2 separate regions of the Mus musculus genome follow, and region 1 is linked to region 2. Evidence: chromatin contacts called from public promoter capture Hi-C data. All regions are on one chromosome and are shown on one strand. The core of a region is the stretch at or near the end of the contact, and the rest is flanking DNA. Distances in the headings are between cores, read along the strand shown.

What was found. Promoter capture Hi-C pulls out the DNA fragments that hold promoters and counts their contacts.
Region 1: a contact with region 2 is called in a promoter capture Hi-C map of 3T3-L1-derived adipocytes, with 2.0 times the contacts expected there. The contact joins the enhancer-like site here to the promoter of Cyp2ab1 in region 2. A contact is called at or near these places in 5 of 39 promoter capture datasets (3T3-L1-derived adipocytes, the HPC-7 cell line, embryonic stem cells and 2 more), 2 of 484 Hi-C or Micro-C datasets (nephron progenitors and pre-pro-B cells), 5 of 115 datasets of contacts at active chromatin or transcription factors (embryonic stem cells and pancreatic cancer cells) and 3 of 9 other capture datasets (adipose tissue, liver and pancreatic islet).

The regions. Positions count from the first base shown.
Region 1 is chr16:20,441,679-20,447,314 of GRCm38.p6, forward strand. No RefSeq gene overlaps it. Among named protein-coding and RNA genes, the nearest start is that of Gm41432, 13 kb to the right of the region's middle. Within about 2 kb of position 1,398, at least 10 of the 459 cell types and tissues checked have an H3K27ac peak or open chromatin away from gene starts, as enhancers often do. A contact at or near this core is called in 3T3-L1-derived adipocytes, where this site is marked.
Region 2 is chr16:20,323,968-20,330,055 of GRCm38.p6, forward strand. It overlaps Cyp2ab1 (cytochrome P450, family 2, subfamily ab, polypeptide 1), which reads right to left and starts at 1,437. Exons shown (of 9, transcript NM_183158.3): 1 at 1,364-1,437.

The DNA of each region.
Region 1 (5,636 bases), core at 148-2,647, 120 kb after region 2:
ATGACATCCAAGAACCTATGAATTCAGGATCTCCTCATCAAGAAGCTATATTAGGACTGAAAGAATCAAGAAAGAAATCATGTGCTGGAGAGATAATTCTGCTGTTAAGAGCACTTACTGCTTTTCTAGAGGTCCTGAGTTCAATTCCCAGCAACCACATAATGGCTCACAACTATTTGTAATGGGATCTGATGCCCTCTTCTGGTGTGTCTGAAGATAGCTACAGTGTACTCATATAAATAAATTAAATAAATAAATCAAGAAAGAAAGATAGAAAGAGAGAGAGAGAGAACACCATGTAGTTATTAGGGTCTAAGATTTGATTTTTTTTTTTTTTTTTTTTAGAAAAGAGCAGAGTTTAGAGGCTGGGTGAGATGACTTAGAGGGAGTGGTGGTGTACATGAGTGGTTCCCACAGGCTAATACATTTGAATACTCAGTTGGTGGAACTGTTTAGGACATGTGTCACTAGGGATGGGCTTTTGGGTTTCAAAAGACTTCCACAGAGCCCATCTCTACCTCCTGCTTGCTGATCAGATGTGAGCTCTCAGCTGTCTTGCTGCCGTGCCTTTGCTCTGCCTTCACAGGCTCTAATCCTCTAAAGCTTTAAGCCCCAAGTCAAATACTTTTTTATAAGTTTCCTTGGCCATAGTGTTTTGCTACAGCAGTAGAAAAGTAATTAATGTAGAGGGTAAAGATGGGTATGGTGACACACACCTTTAATCCCAGCACTTGGGGAAAAAAAGAGGCAAATCTCTGAGTTCAAGGCCAGCCTGGTTTACAGAGTGAATTCCAGAACAACCAAGGTTACACAGAGAAACCCTGTGTCAAAACAACAGCAACAATAATAATAGTAAAATTATAGGTGGACAGAAGATAGATAGATAGACAGACAGACAGACAGACAGATAGACAAAAATCACTACCAAGCCTAAAATCCAACTTGAGTTTAATGTCCAGGACCTCCATGCTGGAAGGAAGGAGATAACTCATATGTGTAAGTTGTTCTCTTTTCTACACATGAGCACTATACCACTTGGGTGTGTACACACACATACACACACACATAATAAAGAAATAAATTCAATAAAAATGTTTTTAAAAGAGAGTTTATATTGGATAGCTTATAATGTTTTGAAGATTGGTGGGGAAAATAGAAGGGAGAATGCTGTGAGAAAGACAGAAACCAAAGCTGGAATGGTCTAAGAAAGACCAGACCTGACAATGAATGAACAGGTCTAGCTGTCTTCAGTCAAAGCTGCATCAAGAATAGGAAGCTGACTCTGGTGGTGTCTGCCACCTGCAGATCTTGTCATTGCCCTTTGATGAGTGGGAACTGTGCACTTGCCCTGGCCCTTGCACCTACTCGGGATACTCCTTAAAATAGAACAGCAGACAGTTTTGTGTGAGAGGTCAGTCAGCAAGTTGGCAACAGTGAGTGAACCTTGGTTAAGGACCCAGAATCTGGTGCTGAGGCACCCAAGCAGACAGCGAAGACTCAGGAGCACCTGAGAAGGCTGGGGAATTGAGATCTCCTTGGAAGGAGAAAACATGGTACTGGGCATGAAGGAAATGTTTTGTCATCCTTCAAATACACCATAGAAGCTTCCTGGAACAAGAGAGAGCCAGTGTTTCCAGCACTCCTCTAGCAGCAATGAACATGACTGTAGTCACCAACCACAAGAACCAAATCACTTTTGTGCACTCGGAGGCCGCGGTTATGATTTTCTCTGCAGGGTCACGGAGCTGGATGCACGCTCCAGAAGTTGAATCTTTAATGACAGACCTCCAATTCTAGAACAGTACCTAGTACTCAGCAAATACCCATCAGATAAACCTTCTCTAGAGAGACAAACAGAAGCTCCAAAGCCTGTCATTCCTTAAATACTACTGGAACTTTTAAAGAGCAGGAATTTTTATGTTTTATTTTATAAAGATATAAAAGTGATTTTTAAAAAAGTCTTAGATACTGTGGTGGTTTGAATAAAAATACCCCCCCCCATGGGGTCATAGATTTGAATGCTTAATGAACACCAAGGCTTGGCACTAATAGGTGTGCCTTTGTTGGAGGAAGTGTCCCTGGAGGTAAACATTGAGATTCTGAAAGCCCAAAGTAAGTCCCTCTCCCTCTCTCACTACCGCCTGCTGATCTGATGTAGAACTCTCAGCTGCTTCTCCAGCACCACATCTACATGCCGCCTGCCATGCTTCCCACCATGCTGATAATGGACTGTATCCATGAATTGTTAATCTGCACTGAGCTTCTGGGTCATGGACCCTCTGCACCCACCCAAGATCTCTGCATTCACAAATGAAAGACACTCGCGCACACACACACACACAAGCGTGCAGGCAGTGATATTTTTAATATGCCTTACTAGCTCAATGGTTGGGCCTGAACCTGCCTGTGGCTAGCACACACTCCCCTCCGATATTCATGAGTTAACACTTTCTAAATCTATATTTTATCTTTGCTGTTCTCCTTCCTTCTAGGCAGGCCTCCCATGAGGCCGCTTTCCCCTTGTACCTATATTTCAGTCACCTCACCCTCCTCTCTTTCATGGCATGGTCAGTTCTATGCCCCTCTCATGGTCGAATTCCTTCTTCCTTTTTAAAAAAAAAAATTTTTTTTTCCTCTTTATTTTTTCTTTAATTCTTTCTTCCTTTCCCCTGCGTTTCTTGCCCAAGAATCTTCTTATGCCTCCTTCACCCTGCCCAGTCATTGACCATTGACTCTTTATTGATTAATCAAAAACCAATTGTGGGGCTAGAGAAATGGCTCAGTGGTTAAGAGCACTGACTGCTCTTCCAGAGGTCCTGAGTTCAATTCCCAACAACCACATGGTGGCTCACAACCATCTATTATAGGGATCCGATGCCCTCTTCTGGTGTGTCTGAAGACAGCAACTGTACCCACATATAACATAAATAAATCTAAAAAAAAAAAAGTTTAAGGGTGGGTCTCTGTCCCCTCCTACTCCAAAGACAGCTACATCATCTCCCACAGCACAGGTGAGCAGATTTGGCTGTGTGAGATGACTAGTCACCATGGATGCCTTCAGCTCTGGTGAAATGCCTATTGTTCCCTCCAATAACCAACCCCACACTCAAGAACACCAGAAGAAAACTGAGGCCCTCAGCTACTGAGGAGTCACTGTCCCAACTCAGACCCCAGAAGAAGGAGGTGGCCTTAGGATGCCCCACTTTTTTGAATGTCATCAATAAAGTTCAGTGCACTCGCAAAAAGAAAAGAAAAAAAAAATCTTGGCCTGAGAATCTCATTTTTATCTAATTTATTAGGCATGTGAAAGTGGGGGAGGGGTGGGAGAGGAGGCACCAAAGCCTATTAGAAAGAATTATGATACAGATTAGTGTCCAAAAATCCAGATTCCCTAATTTAAGATTCAGAAATTAATAATATTCCAGAACAAAGCCTCTTTGTGCCTTTTGTCACAGCCTGGCATGTGCCTCATTCATCACTAAGCACTTAACAGTGTTAGCATAATCCTATGTTATTGTTAACAGTGTCTGTGTTGCAATTCGGATTGATCTATGCTTCGTATTCATGCTAAGAAAAGAGCACAAAGTCGGAGAAAGGACATTTGAGATGGCATCTGCTTGGCGTGGAGAAACACAAACGCTCCATGTGAAGGGGAGCCCCCTCCTGGGGCTGGCCTTACTACTTTGAACATCTTTTTCTACGGGACCATGTCTCCCATGAGCTGCCTTAGGTAAGCCAAGGCTCCACTGGTCGCTGATTTGTTGGCATTTAGAAAAGAAACTCACATACAACTCAAACATGATCTTGTATTTTTAGCAATGATTTATTTTCCTTTTCATTTATCCTATTTTCTGTTTTGTCCCTACTGGTCTCAAAACTATGACTTAAGTAATCCTTCCACCTCTGTCTCTGGACAGCAGCTGATGGTGCCCACGGTGCCCACCACTTTACCCAGCTTCTGCTACTCCCTTAAAAAACAAAACAAAACAGGTCATTCTGCCACCCCATTCATCAACAGGGTAGATTTGACTGATCAGCTGACTAGACAGATGCCTCTTTCCTTCCTAGCCACTCCAAGTGCATCCCTCCTGAAGCTGCAAAGAGCAGGATAACCTTCCCTGAAGAGAGGATAATCGGTCAAGTGTTTATAAGTAGCCACGTTCCCCTGCTAGACATCCCAAACAAGCTCTCAAGAAACCAGGCTGTCATATCCAGAAGAGAGCTCAGAATTGTTCCTTAAACAGTATTTCCTGACTTCTCCTCTCCATTGCCCTTCCACAAACTCCTCCAGCCCTGTCGATGCCCAAGAGGTAGTGAGGTTGCCAGAATCTACCATGTTTGCTGCCAAAGATCTGACCAACAAGTCAAAGCCACTGCAGGGCTGGATGCTGAGTCAACAAGACATACTGGGGACCTGTTCTTTCCTTGCAGCTTCCTGCTGGGGCTTAGCAGTCTGTAGGGATCTGGAATATTAGTCACAAATTCCTGCAGCATTCCAAATCAACCATTTCCCTCTAGCCCCAGGTCTTCAAACTACATTTCTGTCCCTTTGTTCTTTTTTTGGGATCATTATTCTCTACTAACTCTCTTCTCTCCCCCCATTTTTATCTTTGGCTCTTCAGTCTCCAGAATTTTATTAAGTAGTTTCTCACCACCCCCAGTTCTCCAGGCATGTCCAGAACATGTTGAGAATTGACTGTACACACAACATGGACTCAGATGGGGAATTCCAATATGCAACTAAGTAAATTACTGCATGTGTTATTATATTGGCAGTTCCTAAACTCACAGATTTTTACAAACTGGGCCACCAGAAAGGACAGTGATGTTACTGGCTTTGGATCCCAAACTGGGTCCATCACCCTCTCTTGGAACTGAGATGTTTGATAGGAGGTAGGTAAGCTTGGCAGGCCATGTCAAGGTGTACTGCTAAGAAAGTAAAGCACACAACAGATCTAGGCTTATTGGGCCAGGAGGAAGAATGAAAGGCCAACTTGGAGTGGGGATATGAGGAAGAGATGGAGATAGACAGGCAGACAGACAGAGAAGAGAGAAAGGGACAGAAAGAAACCTGTGGGTGACTGGAGCCTTTTATGTGCTGAACCTGGCACACCTGGGTGGCAGGTGATGACATAAGTGGCTGCTAGGTCGATGAGGACAGGCCAGTGAAAGTGACTGATTGCTAAGAGTCTTAGATTGAGCATCAGTTAAAGAGTGAAGCAGATTCTATTCTTGGTCAAGAATAGTAAAAGGGAATCCAGGAGTGGTGGTAGATCATGCTTCTATCCCAGCACCTGGTACATAGACAGGAGAGTCAGGAGTTCAAGGTCATCTTTGGCTTCATAGTGAGTTCCAGGGTAGACCATTTCACAAGATTTTTAATTTTCTTTCTTTCTTTCTTTCTTTCTTTCTTTCTTTCTTTCTCTCTTTCTTTCTTTCTGCATGTATGTCTGGTGGGGGGGGGGGTCAGATTCCCTGGAACTGAGTTACAGACAGTTGTGAGCTGCCGTGTGTGTGTGTGTGTGTGTGTGTGTGTGTGTGTGTGTGTGTGTGTGTGCACGCGCTGGGAATTGAACCCATGTCCTCTGGAGGGGCAACCACTGGGCCATCTCTCCTGTCCTGAGATTCTCACTTTT
Region 2 (6,088 bases), core at 187-2,686:
CTTATTTTCTCACTTTTTTTTTCCAGTTTATCTGACGGTTCAGGACACTGAGACTGTAACAGTAATGGAAAAGGAAAGGAGGGGCCTTCCTTTTCAGGGCGGGGTGAGGGAAGGAGTGCAAGTGACTGAATCTGGAGAGGGGTGCTGTGGGTTAGCTCAGTGATGCAACTGGCACGCACGAGTTAGTAACACATACACACACCACCCACACCCTTCCTTCTGAAACAAGGGACAGGAGAGTTGGAGGTGAGCTAGGGCGGCTAGCCATGAAGATGAGGGCAGTGGCACTATAAACCAAAGACTGCTGTTGAGGTGCCTGGTATGTGAGACATGCCTAGTGGGGTCCCTTGGCAGCTAGTGAGGAACAGTGCTAAGAGAAGCCAGTCACATCTAAGGGCCCTTGTCCAGTTCCCGGAGAGAAAAGGGAGAGAAAAAGGACATATTTAGTAGCCAGGAGAGTACTTTCTTTTGTGGCATGAAGCAAAAGAAGCAATGTAGGAGGGGAACTGAGAGATGAGAGAACAAATCAGAAGAAAGTTGGTGTAAACTGTAGCAGCAAGGGCAGCAGGGAGATTGGTGTAGATGTCCCCTCTGCTGTTGCGTCCCTCTCTGGAAAATGAACACAGTGCATAGAGGCAGTGGTTTTGGTTTGACAGTGCTGCCCAGCAGCTCTTCTGTAACAGCAGAGAAGAGCTACACCTGCACCGCGTAACACGAAGCGGGGGCGAGGAGACAGAGAGAGACAGAGAGAAAGAGACAGAGAGGTGACAGTTTTGATTTCCCTCCCTTGAGACAGGCTCTATGTAGCTCACTCTGGCATGGAGCTTGCGATGCTCTTGCCTCAGACTCCCAAGTGCTGGTTCTAGAGGGAGGCACCCCTGCAACTTACTGAAACATTGAATTTTTAAATTTTAAGCCATAGAGGCAAGTCCTCAAATTTTCAAAACTGTAATATATATATAATTTTTATACTTTTAATTTTTATTAAAAAACATGTTTTTTCATACAGTGTATTCTGATCATGGAGTCCCCCTTCTTCAGCTCCTCCCAGATCCTCCCCATCTCCACAGCCACCCAACTCCACATCCTTTCTTCCTCAACAAATAAAAAACAACAGCAAACCTAGAACAGGACAAAATAGGCAAATGGGGGAAAATAGCCAAAGAAAAATAACAAGAAACACATACAGACACACACACACACACACAAATCCCATAAAAACACAAAATCAGAAAACATAATATAAGATCTCTAAGGTTAAAAAGTAAGAAAGGAAGAGAAAGAGGGAGGAAGAGGGAGGGAGGGAGAGGGAGGGAGGGAAGAAGAAAGGAAGGTAGGTAGCTCCAGACAAAGCATTTCGTACCTTTGTTCTCTAGTACTATCCAGACAAAAACTCTCCAAAAATACCACTGACTTTGTTTTGTTTTGGTCATCTACTGCTGGGCATGGTGCCTGCCTTTAGGTGTGGTTTGTATAACCCTTGATATACTGTTCGAGAAAATTCATTATTCCTTTGTAAACAAGTGACAATTGGCCTCTGGGTTTATGCTCACTTCCCTTTTCAGGACTGGAACTCTGCCTGGGTTTCAGGACACGCCCTGTGCATGCTGCTAGGCTCTGTAAGTCCATCTGTCCTATTATATCTAGAAGACATCGTTTCTTTGGTGTCCTTTATCCTTATTGGCTCTTACAATCGTTCTGCCACCTCTTCCATAGAGTTCTCTGAGCACTGAGGTGAAAATTGTCCTTTCAATTTCTGTAAAGGATTGTGTTGGACTTTTGATGGGAATTGCACTGAATTGCTGTTGGTAGGATGCCATTTTTTTTCTGATCTGATCCATGAGCATGGGAGATCTTTCCATTTTCTGGTATCTTCTTCAATGTCTTAAAAATTTTATAATGCAAGTCATTTGCTTGTGTTGGGGTGACCTTCCCTAATGTTGTTCTTGTTTGACTAGAGTTACCCCAACACACACACACACACACACACACACACACACACACACACACACACACACACACAATGAGGTTATTGTGGAAGGTGGTATTTCCCTGATTTGTCATTTGTATATAGGAAAACTACTGATTTTTGGTGTTAATTTTGTATCCTGCTACTTTGCTGAAAGTGGTTATGAGCAGTCAAAGTTTATTGGTATAGATTTTAGTGTCATTTATGTATAAACATAAAAGATACATTGGCTTCTTCCCTTCCTGTCTGTATCCCTTTGATCTCCTTCAGTTGTCTTACTGCTCTAGCTAAGACTTCAAGCATTATATTGACCGGGGATGGAGAGAGTGGCCATCCTTGTGTTGTTCCTGGTTTTAGTGTAATTGCTTTGAGTTTCTCTTTGCTGGGGTTAATATTGCCTGTGGGCTTGCTGTAAAGTGCCTTTATCATGTTGAGGTGTATCCCTTGTAGCCCCAGTCTCTCCAGGCCTTCTCTTCATCTAATGAGATGCACCTGTGGTTCATGTCTTTCAGTCTGTTTATGTGGTGGATTACATTTTACAGTTTATGTAGAACCATTCTCTAGAATGAAGCCTATTTGATCATGGTGGATTTTTTTTTTGCATGTGTTCTTATATTCAGTTTGCAAGTATTTTATTGAGAAGATTTGCATCTATGTTCACAAAGGAATTTGGCCTGTATTTTTTTTTTTCTTTGTTGGGTCTTTGTGCAGTATCAGGATAACTGTGGTCTCATAAAATGAATTAGCCAAAGCTCCTGCTTCTATTTTGTAGAATACTTTGAAGACTGTTGCCCTTAATTATTCTTTGAATGTCTGGTAGAATTCTGTGCTAAGTCTATCTGCACCTGGGTGGTTTTTGGTGGAGGGACTTTTAAGTACTGCTTCTGTTTCACTAGGAGTTATCAGTCTGTTCAAATTGCTTATGTAATAGTGATTTAATATTGGTATAACATTGGTAGGTGGTATACATCAAAAATTTTATCCATTTCTTTCAGGTTTTCCAATTTGATGGAATACATATTTTTAAAGTATGCCTTTATGGTTATATGGATTCCTTCATTGTCTGTTATGTCCCTGTTTTTATTTCTAATTGTATTAATTTGGATCTTCTCTCTCCATCGTTTAGTAAATTTGGGTAAAGGTGTATCAATCTTACTTTCTCAAGGGACCAATTCTTCCTTTCATTGATTCTTTGTATTATTTTTGTTTTTTCTTCAGCCAAGCTTGATTACTTCCTTTGGGTGTGATTTGTGTTCTAAAGCCTTCAGGTGTCCTATTGAGTTGCTGATATAATCTCTCTCTCTCTCTCTCAGCACTTAGTGCTTACATTGAGTCCCATAGGTTTGGTTATGTTGTGTTTTTTGTTTTGTTTTGTTCTGTTTTTTGAGACAGAGTTTCTCTGTATAGCCCTGGCTGTCCTGGAACTCACTCTGTAGACCAGGCTGGCCTCAAACTCAGAAATCCACCTGCCTCTGCCTCCTGAGTGCTGGGATTAAAGGTGTGTGCCACCAGTGCCCGGCGGTTATGTTGTATTTTAATTTTCATCCAATTCTTTTGTTTGTTTGTTTTTTCGAGGCAGGGTTTCTCTGTGTAGCCCTGGCTGTCCTGGAACTCACTCTGTAGACCAGGCTGGCCTCGAACTCAGAAATCCACCTGCCTCTAACTCCAGAGTGCTGGGATTAAAGGCGTGTGCCACCACGCCTGGTAATCCAATTCTTAAACTTTTAAAATTTCTTAATTTCTGTCTTGACCAATTTTTCACTCAGTAGTACACTGTTCAGTTTCCATGAGTGTGTTTGCTTTCTGTTGTTGATATTCAGCTTTAATTGTGGTATTCAGATAAAATGCATGATGTTATTTGAATTTTCTTGTATCCATTGAGACTTGCTTTGTGCCTGAATATGTGGTCAATTTTGGAGAAAGTTCCATAAACTGCTGAGAAGGTATATTCTTTAGTTTGGGTGAAATGTTCTGCAAATATCTACTAGGACCATTTCATTATGTCGTCATTTAACTACAGCATTTCTCTGCTTAGTTTTCTCTGAATACCTGCCTATTGTAGAGAGTGGAGTTTTGAAATTGCCCACTATCACTATGTGATGGTTAATAGCTGTAGTTGTAGTGTTTCTTTTATTAACTTGAGTGCTCTTGTGTTTCTTGAATAGGTGGTAAAAATTGCAATATTCTAGTGGTCATCTTTTCCTTTGAGGAGTTAAGTAGTGTCCTTCCCTATCTCTTATTTTTGGCTTGAAGCCTATTTGGTCAGATATTAAGGTAGCCACACCCACTTGCTTCTTAGGTCCATTTACTTGGAATATGTTTTTCCCTGAGGTGATGATGTCTATACTTAGTGGGAAGAAATGTTTCTTGGATGCAGTAGAAGAATGGATCCTGTTTTCTTTTTCTTTTCCTTTTTCTTTCTTTCCTTCCTTCCTTCCTTCCTTCCTTCCTTCCTTTCTTTCTTTCTTTCTTTGGTCAGCTGACAGCAAGAGGATTATTGTACACGAGTTACACTTGGCCACAAGAGAGAATAGAACTAGTCCAGCATGCCAAAGGTCCAGGGCAGAGGGCCAGTGGGACTGTTTTGGTTGTAAGAAAGGCAGTCTTTTTCCCAGGGGATCTCAGTGAGGTGACGGTCCAGGTTCACCGAGACTTACTATCGACAGCAGCACACAGTCCAGCAGCTTGCTCCAGTGTCCTGGCCTTCAGCATCCCTCACTTCTGCTCCTGCTGGCTTTGTGGGTGCACAGGCCGGCTTACTTGGACTTCTGCTTCCTCTGCCTCCTCTTCTCATGCGCTTCAGCCAGCGAATTCTCTTCTTCCACCACTTCGCTCTCATGGCGCAGGAGTTTCAAGGAAGATGGTGCTAAGAATGAGAGCTGGATCCTGTTTTCTAATCCAAACTGTTAGTTTGTGTCTTTGTATTGGGAATTGATACCTTTGAGGTTGAAAATGGTGGCTGAGAGTTTGATTCTTGGTATTTTGTTGTGGTGTGTGTCCTTCCTCCCCCTCTTATTTGCTGGTCTGGAATTGTTTACTACTTATGTTTTCTTGGATATAGCTAACCTCTTCAGGTTGACATTGTCCTTCTACCACCTATGTAGAGCTGGATTGGCTAATAGATAGATAGATAGAGATAGACAGACAGACAGTTAAATTTGGTACTATCATAACTTTTATTTAATCCAGTATTATGATTGAAAGCTTTTCTGGGTAGAGTAGTCTGGGCTGGCATCTGCAGTCTCTTATTAGAGCTTGCAGAATATCTGTCCAGGTCCTTCTGGCTTTTAGTCACTGTTATTTTTTGTTGTTGTTGTTTTGAGACAGGGTTTCTCTGTGTAGCTCTGGCTGTTCTGGAACACTCTCTGTAGACCAGGCTGGCCTTGAACTCAGGAATCTACCTGCCTCTGCCTCTTGAGTGCTGGGATTAAAGGTGTGTGCCACCACCGCCCGGCTAGTCACTGTTATTCTAAAGGGTCTGTTTTTTTTTTTAATGTTATTTCCTTTATTACTATTATTCATAAATTTGGCAATTCATTGTCCCCGATTTCCTGGATTTTTTAGGTTCAGTGTTTCCTTTGACTGTCATATTCATTTCTTCTACCTTGTCCCTCATGCCTGAGATTCTACTCAGGCATCCTGCTGAGGTTTTTGTCCAACATCCCAAAGTTTGCCTTACTAGGTTCCCCTCAGTCCGTGACCATCTCAGACTAGTGATTCTACTTGTACTTGAGCCCTCTCATCATCATCCCACCGTTTGTGTCTCACAAACCTCACCGTTAGTCATGTCCTCTCCAACTTCCGTAACACAGTCACAACAGCTCTTTGAAGTCCTGTTTTGTACTTCAGCTATGTTGCATTTCTCATGCATTACTGTAGTAGGGTTGCTAGGTCCCGGTGGAGACCTATTGTCTTGGGTGTTAATGATTGTGTTTTTCTGCTGGTGTCTAGACATCTGGGTTTGAGATAATTGTGATTCTAACCATTGGTATCTGGTCTTTGCTGCATGGGTGTTCCTTTCCTTAGTTTTTGTTACCCTCTCTGGATCTTAGGAAAGTATGGTGGCTGTGGGTTGCTCCTGCCACCTGGGGCTCCAGGGTAGGTTATGTTTCTAGATAT